Regions from separate parts of the Mus musculus genome. Here regions 2, 3 and 4 are each linked to region 1. Evidence: chromatin contacts called from public HiChIP or PLAC-seq and promoter capture Hi-C data. All regions are on one chromosome and are shown on one strand. Each heading gives the region's core, a stretch centred on a gene start, on an enhancer-like site or on the middle of the called end of the contact. The rest is flanking DNA. Distances are from core to core; before and after follow the strand shown.

Evidence for each region. Promoter capture Hi-C pulls out the DNA fragments that hold promoters and counts their contacts. HiChIP or PLAC-seq counts read pairs in DNA pulled down with a chosen protein or histone mark.
Region 2: a contact with region 1 is called in an H3K4me3 HiChIP or PLAC-seq map of embryonic forebrain, with 8 times the contacts expected there. The contact joins the enhancer-like site here to the promoter of Rasgef1b in region 1. A contact is called at or near these places in 8 of 39 promoter capture datasets (cranial neural crest, embryonic stem cells, frontonasal cranial neural crest and 3 more) and 9 of 115 datasets of contacts at active chromatin or transcription factors (embryonic basal ganglia, embryonic forebrain, embryonic hindbrain and 6 more).
Region 3: a contact with region 1 is called in a promoter capture Hi-C map of the SN4741 cell line, with 5 times the contacts expected there. The contact joins the promoter of Tmem150cos here to the promoter of Rasgef1b in region 1. A contact is called at or near these places in 7 of 39 promoter capture datasets (the 3T3-L1 cell line, the SN4741 cell line, cranial neural crest and 4 more), 1 of 15 datasets of contacts at CTCF or cohesin (large pre-B cells), 2 of 484 Hi-C or Micro-C datasets (brown adipocytes and embryonic fibroblasts), 3 of 115 datasets of contacts at active chromatin or transcription factors (astrocytes, embryonic forebrain and embryonic limb bud) and 1 of 9 other capture datasets (adipose tissue).
Region 4: a contact with region 1 is called in an H3K4me3 HiChIP or PLAC-seq map of embryonic forebrain, with 10 times the contacts expected there. The contact joins the enhancer-like site here to the promoter of Rasgef1b in region 1. A contact is called at or near these places in 4 of 39 promoter capture datasets (the 3T3-L1 cell line, cranial neural crest, embryonic stem cells and 1 more), 10 of 115 datasets of contacts at active chromatin or transcription factors (craniofacial prominence, embryonic basal ganglia, embryonic forebrain and 7 more) and 1 of 9 other capture datasets (adipose tissue).

Annotation. Positions count from the first base shown.
Region 1 is chr5:99,251,364-99,254,730 of GRCm38.p6, forward strand. It overlaps Rasgef1b (RasGEF domain family, member 1B), which reads right to left and starts at 1,564. Exons shown (of 14, transcript NM_181318.4): 1 at 1,351-1,564.
Region 2 is chr5:99,785,816-99,788,982 of GRCm38.p6, forward strand. No RefSeq gene overlaps it. Among named protein-coding and RNA genes, the nearest start is that of Gm38413, 33 kb to the left of the region's middle. Within about 2 kb of position 1,511, at least 17 of the 459 cell types and tissues checked have an H3K27ac peak or open chromatin away from gene starts, as enhancers often do. A contact at or near this core is called in embryonic forebrain and neural tube, where this site is marked.
Region 3 is chr5:100,075,760-100,079,219 of GRCm38.p6, forward strand. It overlaps Tmem150cos (transmembrane protein 150C, opposite strand), which reads left to right and starts at 2,203. Exons shown (of 5, transcript NR_045993.1): 1 at 2,203-2,381. It overlaps Tmem150c (transmembrane protein 150C), which reads right to left. Exons shown (of 8, transcript NM_001382851.1): 8 at 2,113-3,460.
Region 4 is chr5:99,839,541-99,842,797 of GRCm38.p6, forward strand. No RefSeq gene overlaps it. Among named protein-coding and RNA genes, the nearest start is that of Gm42126, 13 kb to the right of the region's middle. Within about 2 kb of position 1,606, at least 6 of the 459 cell types and tissues checked have an H3K27ac peak or open chromatin away from gene starts, as enhancers often do.

The sequences.
Region 1 (3,367 bases), core at 314-2,813:
CTTGTTTAATCCTCTTCGCATTGGCTGACCACCCTGGTCACAACTATGTCCAATTAAAGCAGTCATCACATGCCACGCTCCAGCTACTGCACTCATGAGGAGTCATTATTCACCATCTGAGTCTGACTGCGCCAGACATCAGTCAAGAGCTCGATAACCTTATTCCTGGATTCTTCCCCGCTTTATCCTCCCAGCTCAAGACCCGTCCTCCCAGTGAGACACTGTCAGGGCTAAATATAGCTCTACGCACACCAGCAGTTCCAGGCCATTGTCACATGGCGCTGCTGACGAAGGACTCCTTGGAGACGCGTTCACCCAAACATACATACACAAGTATGCGTGCATATTTATCCATATACACCATACGCCCCGAATCCATCTGCAAACGGGCACATTTACATTCACAAGAGAAAACTGCAGCCCAGATGCTCTCCTAGCGCCCTTTACCACGCTGTGCGAGAGAACACCTCGCCGCACTGTCAGTGCCTTAGCCACAGTGCTTCGCCTGAACTGAACCAATTTGGATGGGGTAAGGTGGCAAGGAATAGTCAAATCACACGCACACTCAGAGAGAGAGACAGAGAGACAGAGACAGAGCGATAGAGCGAGAGAGCGAGAGAGAACACCTCCGTTTCCGCGTTTGCCCTTTTCTCTAGTACAGTGCTGCTGAAGTTATTCCCGGGGCTCTCCAATAAAGAGGAGCCTCCCTCACGCACTCAGCCCACGAGGCTACCAGGTACCCCGGGCCACGTTATTATCACCCAGGCTAGTGTCCGAAGGCAACTCACCTGGGTCACAAAGCAAAACAAAAAACAGGCTACTTGTTCAAGTTTGCATACGAGCCTGGGGAACACACAAGTCCTGTTTCCCTGACTGTTCCTGGGAGTCAGACCTTAAATTATAAGGAAACTGCAGCAAAAAATAAACAACAGCCTGAACACTCTCAAGCACCCTAGGAAACTAGCCAAAAAGTACATGGAAACAACCCTAGGTATGCACAAGAAGCTGAGAGGGAAAGCAAAAAGGATGAACGAGACTCCAACTCAGACAAACCCTCAATATCTAAGATCTCCAAACAGAAGGCCTGGCCGGGGCGAGGCGCAGCACAGCGTCCCCAGATCCCCGGGTCCCCGGGTCGTCAGTGCTCAGCCCCGCACCTGTTGGGAGCGCGGCAGCCCGGGGCACGGAAGCAGCAGGCGCGAGAACTCCTAGTTCTGTGGCTCTGCCAATGCTCGCCAGCCGAGGATCTCCCGCCACGCCGGGGCGCACTGGACAGCCGGCGCCGTTCCGGAGCAGCGCCGGCGCAGCCCGCTCCCGCCATCCCGCCGCGGGGTCCCCTGGAGCACCTACCCGCACACAGCTCGGAGCCTCTGCCTCCTGGCTGCCGTACCGAGGCGCCCCAAAAGGCGAGCTCAGGACCGGGAAGGGTCGAACGCCAGAAGAAAGGGAAAACCCGCCGATCCAGTCGGGGTCCTTGTTTATACTGAAACTCCAGCCCGAGCCGCGCACACCCCCTTGCTGGGGAAATGCCCGCCTCCTGCCGCAGGCCACGCCCCCGCCCGCCGCAGGCCACGCCCATCCTGCGCTGGCCAATCGTGGCGCAGCTCTCCGCCCACGCCGCCCTGCAGCGGGCGCTCGGGGACTTGCCAGGGTTCCGCGGGTAGGGACTCCCGTGACGCTGCGGCCGTACCCACCCACGCTGCAGAGGCTGGCTTGCTGGCGCAGCGGGTCTCCGCAGCCTGGGCAGGGCCCACTCCGGCGCGCGTTTCCTCCTTCGTGTCGCTGCCCGCGGCTGTTTGTGCACTCATGTGTCGCCGAGTGTGTATTCATTTGCCTTGTGTGCTCTACCTGTAAATACCGGCTCGACTCGTTGTACAGTATCTATTATCATAATTATGAGCTGAAGGTTACTGTCCGTGTAACTTTCGGAGGAGATCTGAGAGGAACCACGAAGCACTTGCTGAGTGTTGGGTATTGTAATAAACGCTGGGGGCACACTGGTGGCCGCAACCGGCTGGTCCCAGAAGCTTACTGGCTCCTGGAGGGCAAACGCTAAATAAACTGCTATTCAATCCACATGTAAAATTACAGGTGTTAGAACTTTCGCAAAGGAAAGGAAGATACTCTAGTGTGTAAGGCTGGTCCTCGGTGAAGGTTGTTTTTATCATTGTAGACAGCTACTTAATTGAATCAGCCATTGAATACCTGATAACTATTTTAGAAAAGAAAAAAATAAATATAGAGGTAAGAACTCAATACTCTCCTACGCGTGATAGAAAGGTAAGGGAAGAAGTTGAAATAAAGATACCTTACCCATGGGGGGAAATGCACAAGATTTGGAGACTTTGCAGCTGTGACCCTGAGTATGAAAAGCAGGCTTTGTAAGCTTCCGTTCATACATAAACACTGTAGGACCATCCCATAGACTGTAATTGGCCTTATTAACATGGAGCAACACGGTTCCTCCTCTAAGGTCCCTGCATCTTCTCTCTGGGATGGAAAGAGCCTCTTTTAACCTAACGTTCATGTTCCTTGGCTGGTCTTGGCTGGTCCCTGTCTCTCTCATACTTCCTGCTTCACTATCCTACGCATATTCTACAGATGCTTCTCCTTAAGCCCCGCAGTTTATTCTAAAAACCCTGAGCCTTTTGTTTATCTCTGGTGTCTGTTCTGTGAAGGAGAATGGGTCCACACAAGGAGCCGACTTCCATCCTGAGTCAATTAACAAGTAGACCATATGACACTGGGCAAAGCACACTCTTCCTGCTCACATAGCAAGAAACTAAAAGGGCTGAACTAAACCAGTATTTCTTAGTAGTGCCACCAGAAAAGCCCTTTGTAACATCTGTGAGCTCTCAAGACTGCTGAGAAGGCAACCCAGACAGCTGCCTTTTTACTTCCTGAAGTCTTTGCTGCTAAGCAAAAGATGAAATGTTCACTTTAGAATCTAAAAATGTAAAGCAGATACCACTATGATATTGACACTGTTTTACCTTATTCTGGTTGGCCTTTCAGGGTCCTTCTAGCTCCAATGTGAAAACTATTAGTTGTGGATACACCTTAGGAGCCAGCATTCCTAACCATAGCCCTGTGTCTATCACACAGACACCTGTGAAACCCTCCTCAAGGCACTGTAGGCCTCTGAACCCCTGTATACTCACACGGTGAATGGAAAGAACTGAATTCGTCAACTTCTCACACACACACACACACACACACACACACACACACACACACACACACACACACACATGTGTTTAACATAAAAATGCAAATATTAGTAAACTCAACAGTCATGTTGAGGCAAATCAAGTCTTCAGAGTAGAATCCCATTCCAGCACTGAATGATAGTGACCTGTGTTGCACT
Region 2 (3,167 bases), core at 261-2,760, 530 kb after region 1:
CTAGATTGTATCTATTAGACCACAATTTTAAAGTGATTTCTACACAGAGGAAGAAATGTCAGCTGATGGTGGCTACGTTTCGCCTCATTTCTCCTGGAATCTGTGGAGGGGAGTCAGTATGACATTCAGCCTCCAGAGAACATGTACAAACCAGCAGGAAGCCAGAGGGGCCGATGCCAGCTGGAGGCAGGCAGTAAGCCTGGTGATGAAGATCTTAGCTGATGGGGTTAGACAGTCGGGGCGATCCCAGCTCCACCATCCATCGACGTAGCCCTGAGCAAGTTAGTCAGCTAGAACAGCATCCTAATTGTAGGATGAGGGGATGGAAGCCATTCCACACCACGTGGCTGTAGGAATTAAGCAAAGGCCATGCACGAAGTGCAGAACCCTGTGTGATGTGGTGTTGCTATGCTGTGAATGAGGGAAATGTTTGAGGGACACTGATTTTATTTTATTGCATTGCATTGCATTGCATTGCATTGCATTGCATTGCATTGCATTGCATTTTTAAAAGCCTTTGAGAGGATTTATAAGATATGAGCAACAGTAATTATACCTTTGGGAAATAATAACAGTGATGGAAAGGCAAATTTTAATCTTATTTCACAAATTTTTGACCATACACTACCTGTTAATATTCCTAACCACTACATCAGAAGACAGTCTACAGCGTGCACACCATTCTGTGTAGAACAATCATCAGCGATGATACTTGTCGCTACAGCTGCCACCCTCACCTCTGACTTTGCCAGTCAGCACTCTATAAAAAGTCAAGGCCCTGAGAGAAAAATAGAATCTTACCCAAGTCTTTAAGATCTCAGACTACCCATGGCTGTTCCAGGATCCCCAAAGCATTGCCCAGTTCTAGAGTTCTATAATACTTAATAGAGAATGCCTACAGTATGGTTCCACTACTCTCGAAGCTGATGGTTAAGGAAGATGATACTAATGAGCCATTTAAACAAGAATTCTGACTCAGAGAACATAAATATGGGGCAAGACGAAAGACTAAGGGACTAGGGGAAGGCAAAATGGGAACTTCCGAACTATAAGCATAAGCAAGCCCCTCCCTGCCCTTTCCCTTTGTTCCCACAAAGGATATCCAGGGTCCCTCCCCTCAAACTGTTATATGTGGCCAAACAGGGACTATCAGTTCAAACGGCAAACGACCTGGACCCAAGTGGGCTAATAATAAACTGCCTCTGCCCAGCATGCCAAACCACATGCTCTGGGATCTGCGAGCCCACAGTCACACCGAGGCAGTGCTCTCCTGCTTCTCCAGCCCTGGGATCACAACACCACAGAAAATGCAGGTTCCGATGGGCACCCACGACAACTCCCCAGGGCTCGAGGAGGCAGCTCTGGACAATTCGTCCAAGCTCTCTCGAGAACATATCTGTCGTATTTAAGGCACTCTGTCCGTGTCTTTGATTTTCACATATTGCTGGCCTCCATCATCTGGTCTGAGTGTCGCTGCCAGCACAGAAAGGCGCAGAAGTTACTGAACGGTGTCCCAGACGGCACTGCTGGGCAGCTGCTCTCCACATATTCTCGTGTACTACACAGACGGCCTCGTTGGGCAGTAACTTATTTAAGCAAATCTGCATTTTTACATCCTTCCCTGTACAAAAACAATTGGTTCCGCTCGGGTGCACAGGAGTATAGAGAAAAGAAGAAACACATTGTGTTGTTAATACTGGAGCCTACAGATCATTGAGGAGAGATCAATAGGGGCTCTGTTGGCTGCAAAGGTGGTCCCTCACAGCCAAGTTGATGTACGTGATGTTTTTCAGCCCATTCACCATGCTAATCTACTGCTAATTCTCGAAGATTTATTTAATTATGAAGGATCAAGCTTTTCAGAAATAATTAATTATAAAAGCTACTTAATATTCCGAGGTGTCATGCAAGCAGATAGCTGGCATTCTCTGTTTGTGGTTTAATTAGACAAGATGATGCAAAAAAAAAAAAAAAAAAAAAAAAAAAAAAAAACCTGTCACTCATAGCTGGTGGCTTCAGAGAGGAAAGCCCTGGGAAGCCCCACCAGTTGGCCATCTGTACCAGATACAAAAGCAAGGCCCTTCCAGGAAGCACCTGATACTGGTAGTCTCATCCATTGGCAATTCTGTTCAGTGACACACGGCTGGAGACAAGATAAGAGTAAACTGTAGTCTCAGAGTTGATGCTTCATGGTCTCAGAAGGTTAGGGAAAACAGCCACTTGGTGCCTCAGTTTCTCCACCAGAAAAGCATAAGTTGTAAATGTCAATCCATCCGTCTGCTTCCTGCAACAGCAGCTGTTGGATATTTTCTTTACAAGTGGCCAGAAATATGCCAAGAAACAAACTTGGCCCCTCCCTGTTACACTCTGAAACAATAAGCTGGCAAGACAACACATGTCTGTTTTATAGAAAGTGTTGGTTCCTGGTACTTCAGAGCTAGCTAATATGGCTGTGGCTTCTCCTAACCACTCCCTGCCTTTGCATTAAAGATTCATCCCTTGACACCCACTGTCTGTATTACCACCATTTCTGCAGTGTCTTTAGACATTGGCAGTCCTGGCCACTTCTCTAATCCCCCGGATCTGCTTTCACAGTTATTGAAGTCCCTGTCTTTGTCATTGCTATTCTATTCCCAAGGGGAAGAAGAAGCTGAACGATACAGTGCTTGGGCGGGACCTGATCAGTGTCCCAAATTAACTGGCAGAATTGGGATTAAAATTCTCACCCCATTGATTCCAAGTCCCTTAAGATTACCTTTCCTGGCCTGCCTCTGGAGAACAAAGCAGGCGTTCATCTCTCCCCACACGCAGAACAACCAGGGTCTGTGCTGTGTAGCAGTCACCGTAAGACACGAGAGCAAGAGAAACTCCCTGGTCAAATGCAGACAGTTTGCACATAGGCTCCTAGAACAGAAAGACCATGACGTCAGCAGGCAATGGATGGAATCTCCTACGTCACCACATTTAGGCAAGTCTTGCCTCCTCATCTGGAATGGTAAATATATTATTCTACTGCATTTCTAAGTTGAAAAGTTGAGGATGTTCTGCAAAAAAAAATATATATATATATATATATATATATATATATTGATGAAATTTAAATTAAAAGCAGATTTGAATGGCTATCTGATGTTTTCTGAAAGTTAAAGTTTACCTTGAAGCTTAGG
Region 3 (3,460 bases), core at 953-3,452, 830 kb after region 1:
CCACTGTGGTTTTTGGATTGAATCACACATATCTAAAACTTAAAAGATGACGTCCATATGTAAGGGGAAATATGGTACTTATCACTTTGGATCTTTGGTAACCCAGATGACATGACATGGAACCTGTACAAAATACTGCGTAAGATGGCCAAGAACTGGGCCTAAATGTCATGAGCCTAGGGGAGACCCCACTGCAGTACAGTGGTTCTTAATGACACATTTCTATACCATAGCTCACAGACTAAGCCCTCATCAAAGAAGCTGCTGCTCTGAGTAGATGGTAATTAGCAGAGACCCACAACTGGACAGTGTGCAGAGAGTGAGTTTGGAGCACTTAGCGCTAACTGGGAGGCCTTTATCGAGACCCCTTCCCTCGGGCTGGAGAGATGGCTCAGCGGTTAAGACCACTGACTGCTCTTCTAGAGGTCCTGAGTTAAATTCCCAGCAACCACATGGTGACTCAACCACATGGTAGCTCACAACCATTTGGGGATCTGATGCCCTCTTCTGGTGTGTCTCAAGACATAGACAGTGACATAAATAAATCTTAAAAAGGAAGAAAGAAAGAAAGAAAGAAGACCCCTTCTCTCAAGACCCCTCTATGCAGAAGAGGAGGCAGAGAGTCAGAGCCAGAGGTGATGATCCCAAAGAAACTGTTTCTAGACACCATAGAACTGATGTCTAGAACACACATGTGAACTCAGAGCCGGTGACAGTGACACAAGGCCTGTGTAGGTTCAAACCAGACAACATCCCAGCCCTGAGGAAGGAGAGCAGACAAAAAGTCCTTCCTACTCCTAACCAGGAAGATACCCATAACTGGTATTTTCTGGGACACACAGCTTCCTCAAATGGAGTGTCATTGGGTATGTCAACAACACAACTGGGCAGATTCCATGTGCTAACACACGTACACACAAACACCCCACGTCCTTTTGTGAGATCTCTGCATACTGGCTGGTTTTGTGTCAACTTGACACAGGCTGGAGTTATCACAGAGAAAGGAACTTCAGGTGGGGAAATGCCTCCATGAGATCCAGCTGTAAAGCATTTTCTCAATTAGTGATCAAGGTGGGAGGGTCCCTTGTGGGTGGTGCCATCCCTGGGCTGGTAGTCTTGGGTTCTATAAGAAAGCAAGCCGAGCAAGCCAGAAGAAGCAAGCCAGTAAGTAACATCCCTCCATGGCCTCTGCATCAGCTCCTGCTTCCTGACCTGCTTGAGTTCCAGTCCTGACTTCCTTTGATGATGAACAGCAGCATGGAAGTGTAAGCTGAATAAACCCTTTCCTCCCCAACTTGCTTCTCGGTCATGATGTTTGTGCAGGAATAGAAACCCTGACTAAGGGGCTGGTAAGATGGCTCAGTGGGTAAGAGCACCCGACTGTTCTTCCGAAGGTCCAGAGTTCAAATCCCAGCAACCACATGGTGGCTCACAGCCATCTGTAACAAGATCTGACGCCCTCTTCTGGAGTGTCTGAAGACAGCTACAGTGTACTTACATATAATAAATAAATCTTTAAAAAAAAAAAAAAAAAAAGAAACCCTGACTAAGACACTGCGTTTTGCCTTACTGGTTTTCTTTTTAGTTTGCTTTGATTTTAGCTTCTTATGAAGAGAGAAATTGGACGTGGGGGTGGGGAAGATCAGGGAGGAGAGAAAGAATATGCTAAAACTTTATTGTACAAAAAATATTTTCTCAGACAAGATGTTTGGCTTTCGATTCCATTCCTGCCATGGAATTCCTAACACCCATAGGACAGAACAGCAGTGTTTTATTCATAATGAACATCTTCTGTTTGTACCAGACTTCATGCTACTGAGGTAACTTTAGGATGAGGCTGCTCACCAGGTGCTTAGACCTCCAGCCTACCTACTTCCGGGAGGTTGGGGGGCAGCTGGGATGGAGAGCCTGGGGTGCACTGAGGGCAAGGGAGCCAGCCCCAGGCCTGCCTTCTTCACCCATGCACCTCTTCCATTTGACTGATCCTGAACTGTATCCGTCACAATAGAATGAGCATTAAAGAACGTGTTCTGCAAGCTATCCACAGCAAGCACGGACGTGTACGTGCACACCCACGAAGAACTGTTAGTGTAAGAAACAAGGAAGTCAGGATTTAGCATAAAACCCCTTTATTCAGTGGCCAGGTCCCAGTGAGTAATGTCAGTATTGGCTGGATGCTGCTGCTGCCGCTGCTGCTGCTGCACACTCTTAAGAACGCAGAGAAGTGTGTCACCGAAAGCTCTTTACTTGGAGTGTGGAGAGTAAAATAAAACCGTTTGTTCTTTGATAAAAATCTTTAAAATAGAAAAGTGAAAAGGAGGAAAGAAGAGAAACCTCATAGCAGTTTCAAAACTAACAGACATCCCCCTGGAGTATTTACGGTAAGACGCCTTTTTTAATAAGAGAATACTCTACTCGAGGCTTTCTCACACCACTGGGGGCTTTTCACTCCCTGCCCTGCCCTGCCCTGTAGTGATGAGTCCTCCCCCTCCTTCTTCACTCTGTCTTCCACTCTGTCGTTTGTCTCTGAATCTCTTTGATGCTCCTCACCTCCACTCAGAAACGAGCAGCAAATCTGTTCATTTGGACATTTACTGTGTGCTCGTGCTCGGCGCTATGCTGGGGGGCGGAGATTTAGCATTTGAACCCTTCCTTGGGAAGCTATACTTCAGGGTGAATTTACAAAACAACGTTTTCCACATTACATTCCGGGCTGTCTGAGCCCCCTAGGAGTTTGGAGAGTTTTTTGAAACAATGTGGGAGGGGGTGCTTGTGACTTGGTTGGGGAGGGGGTGCTTGTGACTTGGTTGGGGAGGGGGTGCTTGTGCACTTGGTTGGGGGAGGGGGTGCTTGTGCACTTGGCACTCTGTTGTTGGCACAGGGATCTAGGATGGCCTTGAACTCCTGCACCTCTGGGCTCATCTCCGAACAGCTTAGCAGTATTGCAGCTCCATTTGTGCCAATGTGATTTGCGGGAGGGCGATGTTTTTAATTTGCTTCTATAACTTCCAAATTTAATTTAAAGTCCCCAGTCCTCAAACTATAAAATTTGAGCAACACACGGATGTTAAAATCTCCCCTGGGTTGGACTAGCAGCAAGAGGGCTAACCTCCTGTCTTTCCTCAGAGCCCTCATACCTTTCACCTCCATGTAGATTTCTTTTGCGATTCTTCGAGAATCTTTTTTTCTTATTATTTCTTCAGATATAAATTAAGCTTGCACGTATACCCCTTTCATACTTGAAGCCAAAACAAGGTTCTTGCCTTTGGTCCACACCTTTGCCCACGAGGCCTACATAGACCCGTGAGAGTGGCACTTCAAAAAGAAAATGCAAACTGGAACTGTGGGTGATGCACTGTGGAAGGAAAAACCAAGCCACGCCCTCTCAGCCGTACCTCGTGCCATTCGCGGCTGACTGTCCCCGGTAGCATTCACGTTTGGAGATCTTCCTCAGGCAGAG
Region 4 (3,257 bases), core at 356-2,855, 590 kb after region 1:
GGGCACCTTTGGGAACTTGGGCTGGAGCTGAAGCCTGGGCCTTAGCTTTGGCCCCTGCCTTGGTTTGAACCTTAGGCTTCGGTGGTTGGCAGAGCCTTTGACCCTTGGCCATGTAGCTTCGAATCTGCTTCCCAAGATTGGGGTGAGAGATGAAAGCCAGACGGCTGAATTTGAGGCTGGGGCCCTTTGGCATCTTGGGTTCAATGGCCTGAGGCTTCACCAGGGCCTTTGATGGCCTCTGCGCATGCGCGCACTCACTGCCTTTGCATTGCTGGCCTGCATCTTCTTCAGGTCTTTCTTGTTGTTTGTCTTGACAATGCGCATGTTCCTCAGGAACTTGGGGTCAACCCCCTTAAGAGATCCGTATCTTTGTGACCAAGGTTTCTTGATGTTGTTTCTGTGCCATTTGCGGGACTGGTTGTGTGTGGTGTGATTCTTGGACTTGGCCATGTCTCCACGGTAACCCGCTGCTCCCGCAGCACCTGGGACCGGAAGAGAAACCCCTGACTCTTTCAAGATACTTGTAAGTAGGTTCAGAGCCGTCCTGAGTGTGTCAAGATAATCTCACGTGCCAATACCCTCAGGCAGCGGGCTCAGAGTGTGGCACAGTAGTAGAACTCTCCTGGCCGCGCTGGTTTGCTCTCCAACACAGCTCCTGGTCCAATCACACCCACACGTGGTCTTTCTACTCACAATGTAACATTTCTAGATTCTAGAAACTGGGACCTGATATGCTTGCATGACCATCCCTCAGCCTGCTGATGCCTACCTCACAATGAAGGATTCCCTTTCTTATACGTCTTCCTTGTAAACGCTCAACAGGGTAGAGTTTATTTCACAGATATACATCTTCAACTCATGCATCTTAAGTCCCTTTAATGGGGTCCCACCTTGGGCCAAGACAGCTGGCCACTCTCATCTACGTGAAGCAGCAAACAGAACAGAGACGATTGCTTTTTCTGGAGGGACACAACCCTGTGCGGGTGCTCGGTTCCAGACAGTGACCAACAGATGCAGGCTAAGTGGGGGTCCTTGGTATAGCAGAAAACAATAGAGAAAGGCTTGAGAAATTGCAAGCTGTTAGCCCTTTAGGGGCAACAAACAGATTCCAGCTTTGAGCAGGCTAACCCTGGGGGGCAGAGAGGGGGGAAGTGTAGGTAAATTCTTATCTTGGCGTACATTTCCTAAATGGTGTAAGAAAGACTCCAAGACCTAAATGTTCTTCTAGTTCTTCCAGCCGCCTTCCCTCTCCCATCCTCTGCCCCCATGCCTCTCTGTCTCTGTGCTTATTCTGCATACATATGCTACCGCCCTTACCCTCTGCCGATAGTTAACTCAAATAAGTTTATCCAAAATTATCCCAGACTCCTGCTTCTTTAACAGCTACCATTGTAAGCATCCCCCAGACTGAAATGGGGAGGGAGACTTGATTCTACACAATGTACAGCCATGAGAAATGACTGATTGAGATACAGCGCATTACGTGTGCTGCCAATGGTGACATTGTTCTAGTAAATTCATCATCCTGACACGTTCATAATGCTCCGACGCTGATGTCTGATTGTGTCCCTCGCTACGGGGTGGCAGCTTATGCTGTGTACCTCAAGGAGACATATGGCACTGAGCAGAGCAGCCTCACCTAAGCCTCTGCTCTGCCACATGCTGTTGCTTAGTCCTCCTATAAAGAAAAGGATGCGCACAAGGACATGGGCAAAGGAAGCTGGCGCCTGCCTGAAAGGGAAGCTAAATGGATCCTCTCCTCTGGCATTTCCGGGGACGCACTGGCAGGCCGTGCTATCAACATCAGCAGTGTCTAGACTGATGTATGGGCTGGTCATGGAAGATTCTATTTGAAGCCAGGGACCTTTTCCTGAATGATGCAATTACTTGTAGATCTGAATGACTCTCAGCCCTAAACACTCAAGAGTCAATAGCCCAAGGTGAGCCAGAGTCAAGTGTCAAGAGAAATCCATATACTCTCTTCCTTTCTCTCACCGGTTTGCAGCCACACGTGTGTGCTGTGCCTGTACGCACAGGATGCGCACACACAGAGAATGTTAAGGGATGACCGCAAAATCCCAAATGCCAAACCCACCCCTCTGCTTAAGGTTTCCTGCTGGGCTCTCTTGTCCCTCATTCCCTGCACAGATCCTGGTGTGCTAGGTTTGAAAGCATTAGTGACAACCTCAGAGTCACCAACGATGTGTAGGTGTCACATCAAGGAAAGAAACAAAGCACTTCGGTTATAGTCATCTAACCAAAAGTGAGTCCAGAACTGCAATCTCTACTTCACATCCCCTGAGTCTTCTGTCCTCTTATCTGTAAGTCTGATCTGTGCCTGCCTGAAGGCTGCCTAGTGAATCCTTTCTTGTGTCTGTGTCTGTTTGTTGTGAGACTTTGTGTGAGTCCCTCACAAAGGATGTTGCTCTGTATTTATTGAACAGCACAGGAAGCATTAGATGGTGAAGGGACATGGGACACTTTACAGAAGCCTTGAACAGAGTTTTACAAGAGATTAAGTCACAGACTCTGACACAGATAACAAACGGCAAACAAAGAACTTACTGCAGCATTTGTCAAGCAATACTCACATGCTGTGTCCAACATTCCTTCTGGATAGGCACTTTATAAGACACTTTCAGCATCTGTTTTTGCTATGGAAAGTGAATAATTTCCAACCCCTCTCCCTACCCCTACCCCTACCCCTACCCCTCTCCAGCTCTCTCCCTCTCTCTCTCCCTCTTCCTCTCCCTCTCCCTCACTCCCTCCCCCTCTCCAGCTCTCCCCCTCTCTCCCCCTCCCTCTCCCTCTCCCTCTCTCCCTCCCCCTCTCCAGCTCTCTCCCTCTCCCTCCCTCCACCTCCCCCCTCTCTCTCTCCCTCTTCCTCTCCCTCTTCCCTCTCCCCTCTCCCCCTCCCCCTCTCCCCCTCCCCCCCTCTCTCTCTCACACACACACACACACACTCTACTGTGGGACGAAGGCATGCAAGAGGCCTAAGATGGCAGCTGTGCATTAGCTTAGGTTGATTACCTGGGAAATCCAGGGCAAGTACTGGTGAGTGTTACCTTGTTCTCTCTCTCTCTCTCTCTCTCTCTCTCTATATATATATATATATATATATATATATATATATATATATATTAGATGTTTTCTTCATTTACATTTCAGATGCTATCCCCTTTCCTAGTTTCCTCTCCTCTTAAAGGTAAGGTAAAGAAGCAGACTGGGCACACAGTAGGACAGCAGTCTTAAGGCTA